2 separate regions of the Mus musculus genome follow, and region 2 is linked to region 1. Evidence: chromatin contacts called from public Hi-C data. All regions are on one chromosome and are shown on one strand. Each heading gives the region's core, a stretch centred on a gene start, on an enhancer-like site or on the middle of the called end of the contact. The rest is flanking DNA. Distances are from core to core; before and after follow the strand shown.

Region 1 (4,136 bases), core at 1,276-3,775:
TGGTCTGTAAGCTTAAGGCCTAAACTAGGAGAGACAAGGTGGTTATTGCCCAGGCGCTTGCAGGACTAGAACATGGAGCTTCCCCTGATATATCTATGCTTAGGCAATAGGTCGCTGGCCACTCAGCTCTTATATCTCACGAGGCTAGTCTCATTGCACGAGATAGAGTGAGTGTGCTTCAGCAGCCCGAGAGAGTTGCAAGGCTAAGCACTGCAATGGAAAGGCTCTGCGGCATATATGAGCCTATTCTAGGGAGACATGTCATCTTTCATGAAGGTTCAGTGTCCTAGTTCCCTTCCCCCAGGCAAAACGACACGGGAGCAGGTCAGGGTTGCTCTGGGTAAAAGCCTGTAAGCCTAAGAGCTAATCCTGTACATGGCTCCTTTACCTACACACTGGGGATTTGACCTCTATCTCCACTCTCATTAATATGGGTGGCCTATTTGCTCTTATTAAAAGAAAAAGGGGGAGATGTTGGGAGCCGCCCCCACATTCGCCGTTACAAGATGGCGCTGACATCCTGTGTTCTAAGTGGTAAACAAATAATCTGCGCATGTGCCAAGGGTATCTTATGACTACTTGTGCTCTGCCTTCCCCGTGACGTCAACTCGGCCGATGGGCTGCAGCCAATCAGGGAGTGACACGTCCGAGGCGAAGGAGAATGCTCCTTAAGAGGGACGGGGTTTTCGTTTTCTCTCTCTCTTGCTTCTTGCTCTCTTGCTTCTTGCTCTCTTGCTTCTTGCTCTCTTGCTTCTTGCTCTCTTTTCCTGAAGATGTAAGAATAAAGCTTTGCCGCAGAAGATTCTGGTCTGTGGTGTTCTTCCTGGCCGGTCGTGAGAACGCGTCGAATAACAAGCATTGGACAATTACCATAAATACTCTGTCTCTCTGGAGCTCTTCAGTGAGCAAGATCATATCATTTCCTCAGAGTGGGAGGTATTAAGTGACCTGTCTGAAAACACATGGGCAGGCCCGACACACTCTCTGGTAATGGTTTCTGTCTTCAAGCAACATGGGTAGGAAAGGGTTTATTTAACTTATACTCCTAGGTATAGTCCATCATTAAGGAATATCAGGGCAGGAACTCCAGCATGTCAGGGACTTGGAGGCAGGAACTGAGGCAGAGATCATGGAGGAATGACACTTACCGATTTGTTTCCCATGACTTCCTCAGCCTGCTTTCTTATAGCACCCAGGACCACCATCCCAGGACTGGCACACCCACACTGAGCTGGACCCTTTCAGATCAACCATAAGAAAAATGCACCACAGGCTAGCCCATAGATCATTCTGGTGGGAGCATATTCTCAATTGAGGTACCCTCTTCTAAATGACATTGGCTATGTCAAGTTGATATAAGAACTGGCCAGTGCATACATTGAATCTAAAGAGCTAGCATGTTTCTGGAGAAATGGGCTGATGGTTTGAGATAGTATTTTGGGCCACTATGTCTGAGGTGTGGGGAGCTATCTGGGGGTTTGCTCATGGGTTTAAAAGTCACTCATGGATGAGTGACTGGAGGGCCGTGTAAAGGAGTGGATGCTGAGAACAAGCTGTTGACAGCCACTCTCTCACAGCTACCAGAAAGACGGTAACCACCAGGCTCTGAGGCTGATGGCTGGTCCAGAGTTGGGTAATCTTGTGCTATGTATTGATTTTTGGATCATGCCAGACCCAGATTAATGAGTGTTTAGTTTCTTTCTAACCCAGTTTTTCTGAAGGCTCCCAAAACAAAAATAATCGTCTGCAGGGGCAGGTGTGGGAGAGGTCACAATGCCACCAGTTCCAGAACTGTAAGGTCCACACACGCTGTGCTTCATTTGTTCTCCAATGAAGGCCTCTGAAGTGTCTGTTGCTAGTGGCTTTGGTGTCTGTGTGCAGGCTTGTGTCTGGATTTTCTTCCATGAGCCCTATATCTCTATCCATCAATATCCCATCTGAGGCTCCCCATAGGTCCCAGGCCCTGCCTCTGCTCAGTGTCTCAAGCTGCAAACATCCTCTGCTGGTACAGGTCTGATTGGCACAGGTGTGTGTGTGTGTGTGTGTGTACTATGCTATGCATGGGTTTTCAGTTTTCTCCTACCACGTGGGTTCTGGAGACTGAACTCAGGTCATTTGCTTTTAATCCACTGAGTCAGCCACCTTGCTGTCTCTACACGCGTGTTCTGAGACAAGGTCTCTCAGTGCACCTGGCACCCATGGATTCTGCTATCACCGATGAGCTTCAGAAGTCCCCGACTCCATTCCCCCAATCACTGGAGACCCAGGCATCTGTGCCGCTGCATCTGCTCATGTGTGAGTTCTAGGGACATCAATTCCGGTCTTCCTACTTGCCCAGCAAAGGTTTTTACTGATGAGCCACTTCCCTAGACCCTCAATGCCTCCCTTAATTTTTTAAAGATCAAACGTGTCTCCTTGGTGACACTGGCTGCAGGCTCACAGAAGTGTTTAGAGACAGCTTGTCCCATCGGAGTCCTCACGTAACCTGTTCTGTGGGGCTGGAGAGCCGTCACCCTCATCCGATGCTCTTCCCGCCCAGTTCTTTGCCAACAGGCAACAAACCAAACAAGATGTGTGAGGGCATCTGTCCCCAGGTCCTCTGCTGGCTGGGCTGAAACTCTTAGCTTGGGGAAGCTGTTATAGATGTCTGGCCAGGTCTTCCTGCAACATGCCTTACACACCCGACCGGTTTCATCACCACAGAACTGTACAATCGAGTTTTTGTTCTTGTTCTAAGTGCCCCAAAACCCCCGTGGCTGAGAATACAGCGGTGCAGAGGAACCCCAGCCCAAGACCACGTGGCTTGGTCTTGGCAAACAGCTGGTCCGCATGCATCCTACAGACCTTTGTTTCTTTTAAGTTTTACTGAATGTCCTCAAGTGGCTCTTTGAATGGAAGCCTTACGAAAGAAAAACATTTGTTTTGTGGGAAAGACAGCTTCTAGAAGGGTGTGTTTTAGCTCTTTTTTGGACTAGGGCTTTGATGTATGGACACTGGCCATCTACAGTGACTAAGGTGAGTGTCTGGGTCTGGGATCAGCCTTTTGGTACATCATCTAAGACCTGTGAGATCTGTGAATTTTGACAATGCAGGAAGCAGGTGTTGTGCTTCCTGCCCCTGCCCCTTGCTTTGACATTCTAGATGTGTACTGTTGGTAACTATTTCTACGAACACTTGAACAAATGTTTATTCACCCCAGATAGGGCAGGCCAAAGGAACGACAGCATCCACGCCCAGCTTGTTGAAGTGCTGGATTTATTTAGGTCACTTATAGGTGCACGGGTGAGGGGTTATTTATAGGAATACGGAGACCTCCAAACATTTCTTCCTCCAAAAGTTCCACCCTGGCACGGATGAGATGGCTTCCTCATAGCTACTTAGCTGGAGCCCTCCTTCAGTTAAGTCCTTCACCCCTACCAGCTCCCGAACCTTCCCAAACCTTATGCAGCTGGGTCAGAATTACACACAGCTGGAAGGAGGCTGCAGGGGTGAGTGAGTGGCTGGAATCTCAGCTTTCAATCTAATCACCTTCTCCATGATGGTAGGGACTATCAGCAGGTCTCCTCTCATGAGGGTCTCCTGTGGGTACTAAGAGGGTCTCCTGTATGTTCTGATGATAACAGCTGTGCCGTGCCCAGAGGACAGCATTCCACAACACCGTGGAACGGAGGCTGTCAGAGAACTTACCTGTGAGGGCAGTTCACCTCCTCAGTCTGCTCCCAGGAGCTGGTGTTCCAGACTTCTGTTTCTTGGTCTTAGATAACTCTCCTCAGCAGTTGAGGGTCAGGGACCAGACTATTATTACCCCCATGTATGAAAAAGTCCATTTGTAGTCAAAAGGCTTAGTTTTCTGTTTTTAAATTATCATCAACATCCATCCATAAGATCTCAGGCCTTGTTTACCCAGTGGATTCTGAGCAGCTTCTGAATGCTCAGGCACTAACGCTGAGGGTATAGCTCACGTTATAAACAGGTGGGCATGAGAGTTTCTAGATAGAATGTGTGTAGAAATTATAAGACCAGGAAAGAAGTGTGACTTAAGAATTGAGATGGAAAGGGTACAAGGATCAGATCATCCCAAGGACAAAAAAGGTGGGGCAGAGCTGAGGGTGGTGGATCTGCAGGACTGGTCTGAG
Region 2 (3,747 bases), core at 41-2,540, 160 kb after region 1:
TGTTTTGTTTTGAGGGATGAAGCAAACTATCTCCTAGCTGTTTTAGTAAGTCCCAGTCCTTCCAAGCTTGTTTTTAAAACATTCTTTGGTGGGAGCCTGGTTTACTGTGTCTACAGATCTGGGGGTGATTATGTTCCTCCTATTTCACAATTTCAGTTGATATTTGTTCTGCCTGGTTTGGCTTTTGGAAAGTAAGAGGACGTAACTGGCTTTTGGAGACTGTGGACCGTCCCCTCCCTGCCTGGTCCCCTGGCTCTCTTGTTCTGGGAATTGTACCTATTTATTGTCTCTGGTCACTTTACATAAAGAGTTTTGTAAAAGGAACGAGGGATGAAGGATGACTCTTAAGTTTCTTTTTTACACTGACAAGCGATTTCTTCCTTGGTTTGTGGTTGTGGGCCACATGAGAGCAGCTGAGGAGGGACACGTTAGCCAGGACCTGCCCTCCGTCTTTCCACTTTATTCTACATGCAAGAGAAGGGCAGAGATTGCCACAGCGTGGCGACGGCCTTCTGCCCAACTCCGTATCCCTCCAGACACGATGGCGTTGAAATCCACTCTTCATGCTGCTGTTGGTCAACATTTGAAGACTTGTTTATGAAAATATCAGGAACTGTCAGAACCCCACAGTAGGAAACCTTACCCCCAACACACATCAACCTCCGTTGTCCCTGCCCAAAATAACAAATCAGCTTCCTGGAAGGGCCTTGCTCAAACCTGGGAGCGACGTCAGCCTGCCCTCTGCCTGTGCGTATGAGGGCTGACCTTCTGAGATCAAACATTGTCCTGTCCAAGAGTCCCTTTGCCTAGAAATGTTCCTGCCTGGTGCAGATCCCTGTTTCCCTCAGCAGCCTGGCTGATTGTCTTCCCAGGGGGACTTGCCCAGTTCTGCTCTGAGCCACAGCTCTGCCAAAGTAAACCACATAGACTTACAAACAGTTTAAAATTCATTTTTCCTAGATGAGCTAAAGATGCATAAGGGAGAGAGAGGAACTTCATTTTTTTAAAAGTGTGTATGTGGGGGAGGGTCTTTTAGTATTATTATTAATAAGATCATGATGGTGATGAGAACAGGGATGTTTCAGAGGCTGGGGATGACCTGTCAGCTATACAAGACACATCTGTGACAGAGAAGAATCCATAGTGGCTCTCGCATACTGGAAGTCCTGGTGGCAGAGCTGAGAACCCATCACGTTGCAGGGATGTCAAACAGTATTGAACAGAGCTGTGAGCCAGGGTCTGCTGCTGGCACAGCACTTGGTTCTTCCAGACAAACAGGCCAGTTTCCCAGGATTTTGCAAGCAGCAGATGAGACCTGAATGATCACACACCAGATCTTGGCAGGGATTTGCTGTCCCTGTTTGCAAGATTGTCCCAGATTGGATCACAATGTACATAGAGATGGCTCTGAAATTCCCTCAGAGAACAAATTCCTCAATACAACTCTTCATCTGGAAATTTACCTAGCCACCCCCACCCCCGTCCACAAAAATGCTAACGTTTTTAAACTTGAAGGTGCATCAGAGGGGCCAGATGCAGTAGCAGACACATCTGTAAGCCCAGCATTCTTACAGTGAGATGGGAGGCTAAGACAAGGAGCCACAGAAGCGTGAGGGTCAGCTAGCCTTGGAGTGTGCAGTAGGGGACAGTAAGAGTGTCTCAGGCAAAAAGTCCCTGTATGGTTTAATAGGACCAGCAGAGGTTGTCCTGTGATCTCCACCCATGAGCTGTGGTATGCTTCCTCAGCCATGTTAATAAAGAGGGCAAGAATAAAAACAGTGATCAGCTGAACAGATTGGTGTTACCATTTATTTGGTGCATCCCAACACCCTGCTAGCATCTCTGTTTGCTTTGTGTCTGCACGCTCCACTCCTCTCTGGGGGGACGGAGAGTGCAAGGGGACTTGATTTTACTCCAGGGTGCACGTTTAGCATGGAAGCCACGGCTGCCTGCAGCAAGCAAGCAGGAGGGTGGAGGAGACTGTAGCCTCTGCTGGACACTGTGAATCGGTGCTTGTTCTGTGCTTACAATGAACATCATCACCATAGAAACCTGGCAAGAGCTGTGTAAGAGTCTGCAGCCTTCGCCAGATGAATGTTTTGCTGTTAGGATTTGCTGTGGTCCTATTAAATCATACGGGGTGTTTTTCTGCCGGGCAACAGGCGCTGTCATAAAATGCATCCATCATCAGATCCTCACGCCACCCGTTGACCAGCCCCATGGTGCGTGTTGACATAAGCGGGCTGCAAACGGCACCCACAGCTGCAGGCTTGTGACAGGGACTCCCTTGCAACAGGTGTATGCTTTAAAGGACCCTGAACCTGGATTTACAGTGAGGCCAGCTGCTGCCTTTGGGACTGACCATTTGTCATCTCTAGATGGGTCACCCTCCTAAAAGACTAGCTTGTTGGAAATTCTATCCTCACCCATGGGACCCTGTCATAATTTTCTTTTTGCTGGCTTCTGCTAGCAGGGAGAAAAGAAGCTGAACAGCTTGCCCAAGCTTTAAGTTACAAAATCAACCAAACAAAACACTCACTTAGACCAGGCAGTACTGAAACATTCCAGAGATCTGAGAGTCCCAAGGTTGGTTAGGAACAAGGTCCTTGCCTCCTCTGGCAGAGTCCAGAGGTGACACCCAGCTCTGCTTTGTACAGCAGAAAGCATCAGCTCTGAACACCATGGCCCGCTAAATGTCCTCCACAAGAAAAATATTGTGGGCAGTTTCTATTCTGGGAGGAACTTTTGGTAAACAAAAACTTTATCCGGGTGCCACTCATCACTGTACTGAAGAAGGGGAAAAGACTTGAAATAGCCAAGTGGACGATTTTGGTTGGCTCAAAGCCCGAGTTCTTCTACCAGCTTGGGTACTTTGAGACCCACACTCACAGAGTGCTCTTGGAGCTTCCTGACAAAGTTTAACTTGAGTGGCGCAGGCATGTACAGTTTTCTTTCTCAAAGTGAAAGTGACACGTGTTCAGAGGAGACCAGGAAGACGTAAGAATGTAAATCAATAAACGGTTTGCAGAACTGACCCACAACCTCCTGACCTATATATAACTGAAGGCCTACTGACTTGCGGTGTTCGTTCCTCTTGCAGAGAGACTTAGAGAAACAAGAGGAAACATTTGGAAGCTGGGGATCCAATTAATGAGGATTAGAGTCAGGTCTGGAAGTCCAGATGTCATAGCAACAGAATTAGGGTTAGGTAACATCCAGCTATATTGTCTTTCTCTAAGAAGCCTGGAGAGGCCAGAGGGAAGTGACGACCTGGGAAGGTGTGCTCTACCTAGGATCCCTCTGTCCTTTACATCGGTGGCTCTTGGGGGCTGAGGATGACCTTAGAGAACCTGCCTAGCATGCGTGAGGTCCTGAGTTCAATCCCCGGCACTGGAAGTAAAACAACTTACAAGGTCCAGCCAGAACTACTCAGCCTCCTTCAGTGTCAGGCACACACTTGCAGAGATGTATACAAGAATGCAGGGGGCTTGGGAGATGGGTCTCCATCCAGTGGGGAGCCCCAATCCCTAGGTTTGTGGTGTGGAGCTAGAGAGTCTTATGTCTCAGAACCTGCAGCTGCAGGGGTCTCAGAGTTCAACAGGTAGGGAGAAAGAGCCTCTTGGGCTCCAGCTCCCTTGGCTGACAGGGCTCTCTCACACAGAAGAGTTCACGCCTGGGCTGCTAATTGGATGGGTGTAGACCTTAGCTATCACAAGAGGATAGGCTAAGGGTCTCGTGGCCTCTTTC

The links. Hi-C and Micro-C count contacts between places; a contact is called where the count stands out from the background.
Region 2: a Hi-C map of liver shows a contact between it and region 1, with 2.6 times the contacts expected there. The contact joins two enhancer-like sites. A contact is called at or near these places in 1 of 15 datasets of contacts at CTCF or cohesin (CD8 T cells), 2 of 484 Hi-C or Micro-C datasets (bone marrow-derived macrophages and liver) and 6 of 115 datasets of contacts at active chromatin or transcription factors (CD8 T cells, embryonic stem cells, large pre-B cells and 3 more).

What each region holds. Positions count from the first base shown.
Region 1 is chr13:51,989,891-51,994,026 of GRCm38.p6, forward strand. No RefSeq gene overlaps it. Among named protein-coding and RNA genes, the nearest start is that of Gm40948, 92 kb to the right of the region's middle. Within about 2 kb of position 2,526, at least 4 of the 459 cell types and tissues checked have an H3K27ac peak or open chromatin away from gene starts, as enhancers often do. A contact at or near this core is called in liver, where this site is marked.
Region 2 is chr13:52,153,016-52,156,762 of GRCm38.p6, forward strand. No RefSeq gene overlaps it. Among named protein-coding and RNA genes, the nearest start is that of 4921525O09Rik, 58 kb to the left of the region's middle. Within about 2 kb of position 1,291, at least 98 of the 459 cell types and tissues checked have an H3K27ac peak or open chromatin away from gene starts, as enhancers often do. A contact at or near this core is called in liver, where this site is marked.